2 separate regions of the Gossypium hirsutum genome follow, and region 2 is linked to region 1. The links are chromatin contacts, called in public Hi-C maps. All regions are on one chromosome and are shown on one strand. Each heading gives the region's core, a stretch centred on a gene start, on an enhancer-like site or on the middle of the called end of the contact. The rest is flanking DNA. Distances are from core to core; before and after follow the strand shown.

Region 1 (5,364 bases), core at 589-3,088:
GAAGAAAATAAATTTTGGTACTGCTGTAAATGTTGTGAGGATGCAATAATCCCGATGCAATTACTGCTGAAGCATACGCGACTGATCTTCTGCTCATGGGAGTGAAGATAGCATTGATGACTGCATATTTTAGGGGATGGTATGCTTGCTCTTTCACTGGATAACAAGTACATCAGTTTCAGAAATTGTAGGCCTGGATGTCCTTTTTCATGCAACTTAATAAGCTTTCTTTGGCCACCTTAGAAGCATTCATTAGATTTTATCACTCTTTAAGGGACATTTGCTATCCTACTAGTATCATTCAGCAATATGTTCGGCCTTAACTTCCGAAAGTAAATACTCAAACACATTCTTAAACCTTTATTCCGTGTTCTAACAAGGACGAAACCATTACAAACCCCACTTTCTTTCTCTCAATGAAGACTCCAGAGGAGTTCAGCAAAACAAATCAGTAGCATCAACTCCAAGCCTATCGCATGCAAACCACCCGTGCAACTAACAATATACACAAGGGTAACAGCAGAAAAAATATAGGTCCAAGTAAGAACTAGTTGCAAAGTGTTGGCTTTATCATATCAATTTTACCTGTGTCCCAGATTGTAAGTTTCAATCTTTTCCCACCAATTGTGACCATCTTGATTTTGAAATCCACCCCTTGAAAACATTCAAAAGAACTCAATAAAAATATGACATAAAAGCTGAAGATAGAAACAGAGATATTTCTAATGCATGGGACAAGATGATGAACACAAAATACAAAGAAAAGGCATTGCTTTTCCCATGTTAGTTTCCTCTTACCACTACCAAGCCATGCATTTCCTTTCAAACCTTTTTTCTGCTACGACAAAGAAGGGGCCCCAGAGTCCAAACCTAAGTGCAAAAATTTGCTCCAAGGATAATTGAATTAATTTCCATGCCTAAAATTTACAATTATCTACTCAGTTACAAATTTACAATTGCCTATGCTATTATCTGTTCACTGTTCCATCATTGCTAATTAAGCTAGAGCCAGGGACGAATTCCCCAAAACAAAAATCATGCAATTTAGTCCTTTTATAGATAATGAAAATTTAAGTTAATATACGGTAAAATTGCACTTTGACCCCCAAAAAATGAAGAAATTTCTGTTTAGTCCATTCGAAAATGATGAAACCTAAACCATTGAACCTATTTCCTGAATAATATAAGGCTAAACTTAACAATTAACATAACTACTTGGAAAGAATTTTAGCTTAAATGAAAGGAAGTTGGTTGGTTCATTGTTTTTCCCTCATCTTAACTCCCTAAACAATTGAAAAACAAAAAAAAGTATTCCTTTTAATCCCTTTTCCTCAATCCTTTCCCAACCCAATACATAAAAACAACCCTTTCTAAAATTATTGTCAAAAAAAGTTTTGAAAAATTCAAAGCAAATTCTGGGTGTGAATTCCAAAGGCAAAAACCAACAAGCAAAATACAAAATGATGGCAAAAATACAAAATAAAGGAGTCGAAAGAGAGAGTAGAGGAGTTACCTATGGTGGGAGAAAGATCATGAACAAAGTTAGAGATGAAAGTAACAAGTAAACTACTTTTGCCAACTCCAGAATCACCAATCAATAATATCTTAAATGAATAGTCACAGTTGTTGTTCCCTCCTCCCTTTGAAGAAGAAGAAGAAGAACCCAACATTTTTTTTTTCTCAGGTACAACAAATAAAAAACTTAATCTCCTTTTGTTCTTCTCTGATAATCAACAACCAGAAAAAAGAAAGTAAAAATATTTTGAATGAAATAAGGAAATTTCCTCAGGTAGTAGTAGACAATAGATAGAGACAATGGTGGGGTTGGCGGGGAGTGTTTCTTAATAATTTTGTTCTTCTTTTCTTTCAAATATATAATTTTGTTTTTTCTTTTGCTTATTTTTTTAAGTACGGATTTTTTTTAAACAAAAAAAATATTATTTTTAAATATTTATTTTTTAATTATTATACCCGTTTATAATACTTATCAATTTCTTCATGACCTATGTATCAAATATCATTCCTTAAATAAAAGAATAATATGCTTCAACGCACTCAAACGCACATTTTCTTACCTTTACAATATCATCGTCGGCTAAATGTAAATGTTAAAGCATATATAAAATATGGATTATTTTAAAATTAGACATCAATTTAGACTTTAATCTGTTTTATAAATTTTTATAATATATATAATAAAATTGATTTAGGTAAAGCATGATTTTCCGGGTTGTCATTGTTCCACGCTCCCCCCTCGCAGGTGTAATATGTGGGCTCCCCATTTAGATTGCTTTGCAAATATCACTTAATTTAAAAAAAAAAAAAATCTGTGGCCGGATTTTTGGCATTTAATAATTTTGTCTTCACCTCGGTTAAATTTTGCTTGTCTCAACGGAACTCTTCATAGTTTTTTTTTTCTCAAAACCCTTTCCAGGGACTAAATTTAAATTTTATGATAAATATAAGGATTTTTAGCATATTTTAATCTTTTAAATATCTTCTATCTTTAACTAAAATCTTTTAAAGAATTTACTTTTAATATTTAAAATAAGTAAAATATTTTACTATATTTAAATTTAATTAATCTATACTCTCTTTTTTTTAAATTGGTATCACGAATAAATCAGACACTAACTAAATTATGAAAACATTAAAATATCCTCTCATATATAAATTAAGTTATATTTTAAATGAGGATGTTTTTGTTTTTTATATAATAAATTGATAAAAAATTGATTAGAATGAGATCTAAACTCGTAACATCATATATAAAAAATAGTTAACTTTATCCGTATAACCGAAACATTGATTGAACTTTTTTAAATAAATTTTTAATAATATATCTATTATATAATTTTTCACTCACATTGCAAATATCCATTAATTTAATTGTACCTATGTCAACAACAACCATGGTTCTTTTTTTATTATTATTTCTAAAGGAAATTTCACCTAAACAAAAGTACAAACACTTGATGTGCATGGTAAAAATATTATAGAGATTTCATTGTATTATTTAAAAAATGAATAAATTTATTTTTGTATATTAGATCAAAAGATAAGCTCATAATTTCATAAATTTTCATTGTTAAAAATTGATGTGGTTGACAAAATAAGCAGACAACTATATGTACCTCATTCTGACATACAATGATAAATTTTTAATATAGAAATTGATGGAATTTTTAACCAAAAGGACTAATTTGCTCTTTAATCTAACATATAAGAACCACTTTACCTATTTTGTCAATAAAAAAAGATAAAATATAATTTAACTCCTACTATAAAAACTTTTATAATACCTTTCCACGAGCACCTGGAGCGTGCCATAGAAGAGCTATTGCCCCAATTTCAATATTAAAAAGGTAGGGGAATTTTAAATTGACTTAATTATAAATTTGATCACTAACGTTTGTATGTTTTGTCAAAATGATATTAATTGTATTTTTGAGCTTTTTATGCTATCAACTTTTGATTTTTTTTTCAAACTACTGTTTCTAACAGATTTAATGAATAAATTCAATGTTTCAATCTTTCTTTTCAAAAGGTTTTAATTTTTCATAAGTTTGTTTACTAATAGGTTTTTCTATTGAATTAATTTTTTTAGATAATTATGTTTATTTTCGAGTTATTTTTTAAAAATTTCATGTATTATTTATTTTATTATTTTTCAGATGTAATTATCTCATAGGGTTATTTAAATAATAAATTACATCTCATTAAAAATATATTCCATATATAAAATTCCACGTCATCTTTGATAACATTTTTAACGATACTTTCATTAAATATATTGAAAAAATAATTTAAGAAAAACAAAAATTGATGATAAAAAAATTTAAAAATACAATAAAAATTATTTTGACAAAATATGCATAGGTTATCAATTTGTTCCAAACCATGCCACGTCGCCATGTAAAAGGCCTACCTTCTTGACACGTTCCGTACAACACAGTGAGTGAGCTCAGCCCCTTTGACTATTTTTGGTCAACAGTCCAACCTTTTGCCTCACCTATTTTGATAATAATTTCATCCCCTTTCGCTTTCCTTTTGTTTCTTCATCTGTTAAATTTGTATTATTTAAATTTTAGCTTTATAACAACCAAAACTTAAAACCAATAAAATAAATCTTTTTTAATTTGGTTTCAGTACGTTAAATAAAACTCTGAGCCCAATGGGCCTATAACAACCAATGTAACAAATTTTATAACAAATATTGGGCCCATTACACTAATTTCAATCTAGGCCCAAATTTTGTAAATCCTACGAGCTTTTCTCCTTCTTTATTAAATAACAAGAGATTGTTGTATTGTGGGGGGAATTATCTTTAAAGATAATGTTTTATTCGTCTCGGTAAGGGTGATTATTCGATCAAATCAAGTAAAAAATTTTTCAAGTTAATGAATCTTATCTTATCATATTAACTTGATTTAAATTTTTTTTCAAATCGTGTCGAGTGAAATGAAATTCAAGTTAAGTAACTTGAATAATTAATTAACTTATTTAGATCTCAAAATTATTATTTTAGAAAATTTTTAAAATTTTAACTTTTTAATTTTTTTATATATATTCTTTAGAATTTTTTAAATTTTTATATTTTTTAAAATATAAATTTTAGAATTTTTATAAATATTTTAAATTTTAAATTTTAAATTTTATTTTGATTTTTTGAAAATGGTTTTGATTTTTCTTTTTTTATAATTTTTGTTGAGAAAATCCGATTTACTCATTTTTAGAATTGGCAACCAATGGGTATTTACATAAGTGTGTTCAAATTTTAGTTAAAACGAATTAACCGACCGAACTGATCTAATTCGGTTAACTGATCTAATTCTGTCGGAGGTCGGTTAATGATTTTTTGGAAGTCCGGTTATCGATTAATTCGGTTCAAAATCGGATAATTAACTGAACTTAATTATATAGTGTTTTTAATTATGTAGTGTTTTAAGACTTAAAATTTCGGTTAATTCGGTTAACTTTCAAGACAAATGAACATCATTAATATATTTCGATTCGGTTAATAATTAAAGGATCTTTTCTTTTTGACACAATGCCTAGGACTACTCATAGCCTCTCCCAACCCATAAATAGGAGAATAATACGTTTTAGCACACTCAAACCCACATCTTTCTACATCAACAACAATACTCAATTGTTATTTTATTATAATTAAACCAGAAAATGGGATTTAATCACTAATCCGATACAACCAACATTAGCTATTATGATTTAATTTTCTCTAATCCACGCGTGAAGTAAGATTTTCCAACAAGATTATGATTGCATGCAAATTAGATGGTCATGGGCCTCCCTTTATTTTTCCCCACAACATTCTTTTTTTTCATTCGTGTATATTTGAATTTC
Region 2 (4,671 bases), core at 357-2,856, 360 kb before region 1:
GAAACCTCCAGTGACCTCTGCATCTCTGTTTTCTCAAGAACCCTAACCTCGACCTGACTGCTCAGAAACAGCTTATTCAACTTATCATCGAAGAACATCAACAATAAGCTTTACTTCTAGGCTAAATAGTACTGTTGCAACTTCCTAATTCCAGAATATAATTAAACGCTGCTCTTATCATGTTTAATCAAATCATTTCTGCTCAAACATCATTGAACGAACTGCGATCCACAAGTAACAAAGCTCTTGTTAACCGACAGCTCTCTTTGTTTTCTTGTAGGAGGTTCGTCTGGCGATCGAGTATATCGTCATTCCCGGTGGTGAACCAGTGGAGCTTCTCCCGAGATGTTCCGAAATAATTGCCCGTCAACTTGAGCTTGTCAAAAGCTATCAGTTGGATGCAGAGAACTCAGGTACTGAGCTTAACCCAAGGTTGCAAATTCTTCCTCATAGATTGAACAAAAAGGTATCATCAAAATCCCAGAAAACTACATCAAATTTACGAAACGAAACCGGCTCAAAGCCCCTAACTGATAGCTGTGGAGGAACAAGTGTTACTAGGCTTCCCTTCCTGCCTGAATAACATGATTTCAATCATATGAATCATTGATTGATACAATGCTCAAATTCCTGTACAGTTTATTTGTAGGTTATGTATCTCACGATGTAATTATTTTACATTATAAAATGTGAAATTGTATTATAATTTTAATGCCATTTATTATCATTTCTTTCTCAATGAAAGGCATTCCTTTTACACAAGGATAAAAATTGGGAGTGAAGGTCAAACCGATGACGCAACCGATATAAACCGTCGTCCGATCCGGTTGGTTGTATCGGCTTGTTCAATTAAAGAAGATTATATATTAAATAGGAGATAAATGCAATAAATAATTAATAAAAATTTTGGTGTGAATTTTAATATAAAATTGAAGAGGTTAAATGTTATAATAATTTAAATATTGCAGAAATTATCAAATAAATTTAAAAATATATTTTTACAATTTAATCCAATATAACCAAATCAATGCTTCGACTTTTAATTTTTCGGTCATATTTGATCTTTTTGGGATAATACCTAGAATTATTCATAATTCTTCTTCAACCTGAAAACAATTTGTTTCAACGCACTCAAACTCATGTTCTCCTGCATTGACAACAATGTCCATACTGATCGAGTTAAAACTAAAATTGAAAATTAGGATTGTAATTTTGGTTCCACAACGATATTTCTTTATTTTCTATGAACATATATATTTATTAAAATAAGAAGAAAGACTGAAAGTGACAAATAGAAAGATTAACTAAAAATCTATTAAAATAATAAAATAAAAATATTCAAGGGATATTGAAGTAATAAAAATACATTTTAGTATCACTAGAAATTTAATTTTATTATTATGAAAATTAATTTTTAAAAATTTAAAAAATAATAAATTTATTCTCAAAACATATTTTTAGTAGATATTTAAGAAATTTAAAAGATAATTAAAAGTTATGAATTTTTTTTTATGTGGCAAAATTTTCTTTCAATTATTAATAGGCCAATCCAGAATATAAAGGCCCAATCTTTCGCTTACAAGTATTGTACCATAAGGCCCATTTTCCCCAAGGTACAACAACCGATCAGCTTAAAATTTTTCACGTGTCTCTAGAAATTATCTAGGGTTTCTCTCTCATAAAAATACCAAAAAGAAAAAAAAAATCACTCAGCCCCGGAGCCAAGAGAAAAGAGGTAAACAACAAAAATTAATTTTTTTTCCCTTCTTTTTTCTTTTCCTGGAAAAGTTAGGAATTTTCTCAGGACACATATAAAGATTTTAGCTTTTTAACTTGTTTTGGGTTTTATTTTCTCTCATCTGCAGGTTTTTGAAGAAGAAAGAAAGAAAATTATATGTGAAAGTATGGCGGGGAAAGAAGAGAATCGAATATTTGTGGGAGGTTTGTCATGGGATGTCACTGAACGACAGCTTGAGCATGCGTTTAGTCCATTTGGCAAAATCCTTGAATCTCAGGTTACCCTTTTTTTTTTTGTGCTTCAAATAATAAACTGTTTTTTTATTATTGGGTTTTCCCCTTTTCATGTTATGTTCGGTTCAGTGGTGGATCTTGACATTGAGTTTTTAGGTTGCCAATATATATCTGACTATATATACTATAATATTATTTATGCTTTCTTTATTCTTTTCTAGTATATATGTTTAGGCCATAGAAAGCAAAAGAGATACTTATTTAGTTAACTAAATAAAAACAGGCTAGTGAATGGGAAAAAGGGTTGTTGATTTGCCTTCAACTTGGTTGAATATTGTATGCTTTAAGCAAGTGTTTTTTTTTTTTGGGTTATATTTACTTTGTTTTGAATGTGTTCACTAGCACTGGATTTAAAGAAAAAAAAAGATTGGGTCAAATTATTGATAAGGGAACCTTATGTTAAGACCTTATTGACATTATTCAACAATATTTTGTAATTTTAATGTTCTTTTTCTGGAAGGTGGTTGTCATGTTAAATTCTCTATGGCTCTTTATGCATGCACTGGTACTAGTCTCTTATCTATATTTTAGAACGTCATTGCTAACAGAGACTGCTTTTATATATCAATAGTAGAATTTGTTTTACAAGCATATATGATATTAGGCTTATAAATAATTTGTTCAGTTTGCTTTTGTTTCTCTTTTCTTCATCAAATTAATTTTTCTTGTTTCTTTTCTTGTTGAAATGCTGTAAAAATATTTTGACATGCTGTGGATGGGTTTTTTAAGAAGTGCTTTTGGTCAGGGTGACTGCATCAAGTTGAAGTGCAAAGTCATCTCTGTACATAATGTTCAAGCAGAAAGTATTTATTTAAGGGGTATGATTAATGAAGGGAGCTGAAGTTAAAACTGATTATTTTAAACTATGTTGTGGATAAACAGTTTTGCTTGGATTAAAGGGTCCATGCATGAAGGCACAAGCCATGAGTTTTTTTGCATTATTTGTGAAATTTACTTTTGATGAGCCTGAAATGACTGTCTAAAGAAATATGGATTGTTTCTTAAGTGGCTGTTTGTGGTAAGCATCACACGGAAGCTTTTGTGAAGTCAGTGCCAGAAAGTTTTATGGCAATACCATTGTTTTCTTTCTCATGGACAACAAATGAGTAATGATTTGTGTCATTTTTCCTTCCAAGAGGACCAGAGTTTTGTCAAGATGTCTTTTGCTTTGCTAGGGTATGTGGAAGCATTTCTAGACCTTTCTTAGTTGTCAAGTCCTTGTGGAGCTTTACATTGCTGTACAATTCTCTCGTTCATAACCTCTTTTGTTTGGAGTGTGCTTGTGTGGTGCCACATTTGTCTCTACACTTTAGCGTACAGTTTTCCAGGCCATTATGTTCCAAATGATGGCAAGGAGCAGCTTTGTATCCTCATGCGTGATTATGTTTTTTTCTTTCCTGAGGCCAGAGATACATGGTTTTGAATGGGATTGACAGCAATGTATCTGCTGATGTGGTTTGCCAATGGTGGAAGATCCAGTTTTTGGCCTTATTTCGAGATTTCTTTTTTGATTTTCTTTGAATACCTCAATTGATTCTGAATAGAAACGTTCAGTACCAGATTAGTTGTGTGCCTGTTTTCCGTTGGACTATTGATGCAGTTGTGTAAATTTTCCTGTCATCTAATATTCTAAACTAGTCTGAAAGTGAGGTCGCATCAGTTTGCAGACTTGGTCCTTGGGTGTTCGTATATCAAGTTCAAATGTCATTCTTTCATGCTTCTATCACCATTCAGCCAAAATTTAGCAAGCCCCAAGTTGTTCTTTTTCTCATGTCTGTGATGAAAATCCTTAGGAACTTGAAATTGTTGTTCTTTTTACTGGGACTGCGTCTGTACGGCAGATAATAGAGCACTCGGAGCACTATGTTTTGATACACATAGCATTATATTGACTGTATTATCTCCCTCAGCTTTACGACGAGAGCCTGTTCGAAGTTATCCACTTGTTTTTACCCAGAATGCTGAAACTATAGGATATTGGACTCACTACTTGTGGCAGTTAGCTGAACCAGCTTTTAACTACTAAACCGATGCACATGGACATGAGAAATACATTATTTTAGTATATATTATATCCACAATTTCTAACTTCACCAGGATATGAATTTCTTTGAACTTCATGGTGACTGGAGCAGTTATTCTCTTGATTTTGATAAGTTCTGGTAGTGTGATCATGCATCATTGATTCTTTTGGCATTTCTGCTGACTGAATTAGCCAATCCCTAGAAGCAGCTAGTTCTGGGCATGATTCCCCACTCGAAGAAACTTGTGGTGAGGCTTGTCTTTTATAGCTTGCAGACAAACCCATTGATATGGAAAATGCTTTTGGCTTGGCAAGGATTGATTTTAGCCCAACGTGGAAACCGTAGTGTTCTATTGTTTGTTAACACTTACTGAGGGTAATGTAAGTTTATAAAGAGGAACAGAGAAACAGAAAAACAGAAAGAAAACCATTTGTTTGACTATATGGAGCTAATAACTTATGCATGAACTCGAATGTTGGATCACATGGGAAATGAGTTCAGGTCAGAGTTCTATTTTATCAGATGAGAAAAAGGGAAATTTTGCAGCATCTTCTGTTCTGTTTTAAGAATCTTTGCAAACATATCAATGCATTACCAACTATAACAAGGAGAAAGT

The links. A called contact is a pair of places that touch in the nucleus more often than the background predicts.
Region 2: a Hi-C map of leaf shows a contact between it and region 1, with 2.1 times the contacts expected there. The contact joins the promoter of LOC107915794 here to the promoter of LOC107915786 in region 1. A contact is called at or near these places in 2 of 34 Hi-C or Micro-C datasets (both in leaf).

The regions. Positions count from the first base shown.
Region 1 is chrD10:59,951,404-59,956,767 of Gossypium_hirsutum_v2.1, reverse strand. It overlaps LOC107915786 (ras-related protein RABC2a), which reads right to left and starts at 1,838. Exons shown (of 7, transcript XM_041103486.1): 1 at 1,514-1,838; 2 at 586-654. The coding sequence starts at 1,670.
Region 2 is chrD10:60,307,954-60,312,624 of Gossypium_hirsutum_v2.1, reverse strand. LOC107915794 (glycine-rich RNA-binding protein RZ1C) reads left to right here and starts at 1,606. Exons shown (of 4, transcript XM_016844981.2): 1 at 1,606-1,735; 2 at 1,866-2,015. The coding sequence starts at 1,905. LOC107915796 (protein SEEDLING PLASTID DEVELOPMENT 1) reads left to right here. Exons shown (of 9, transcript XM_016844984.2): 9 at 281-712. The coding sequence ends at 583.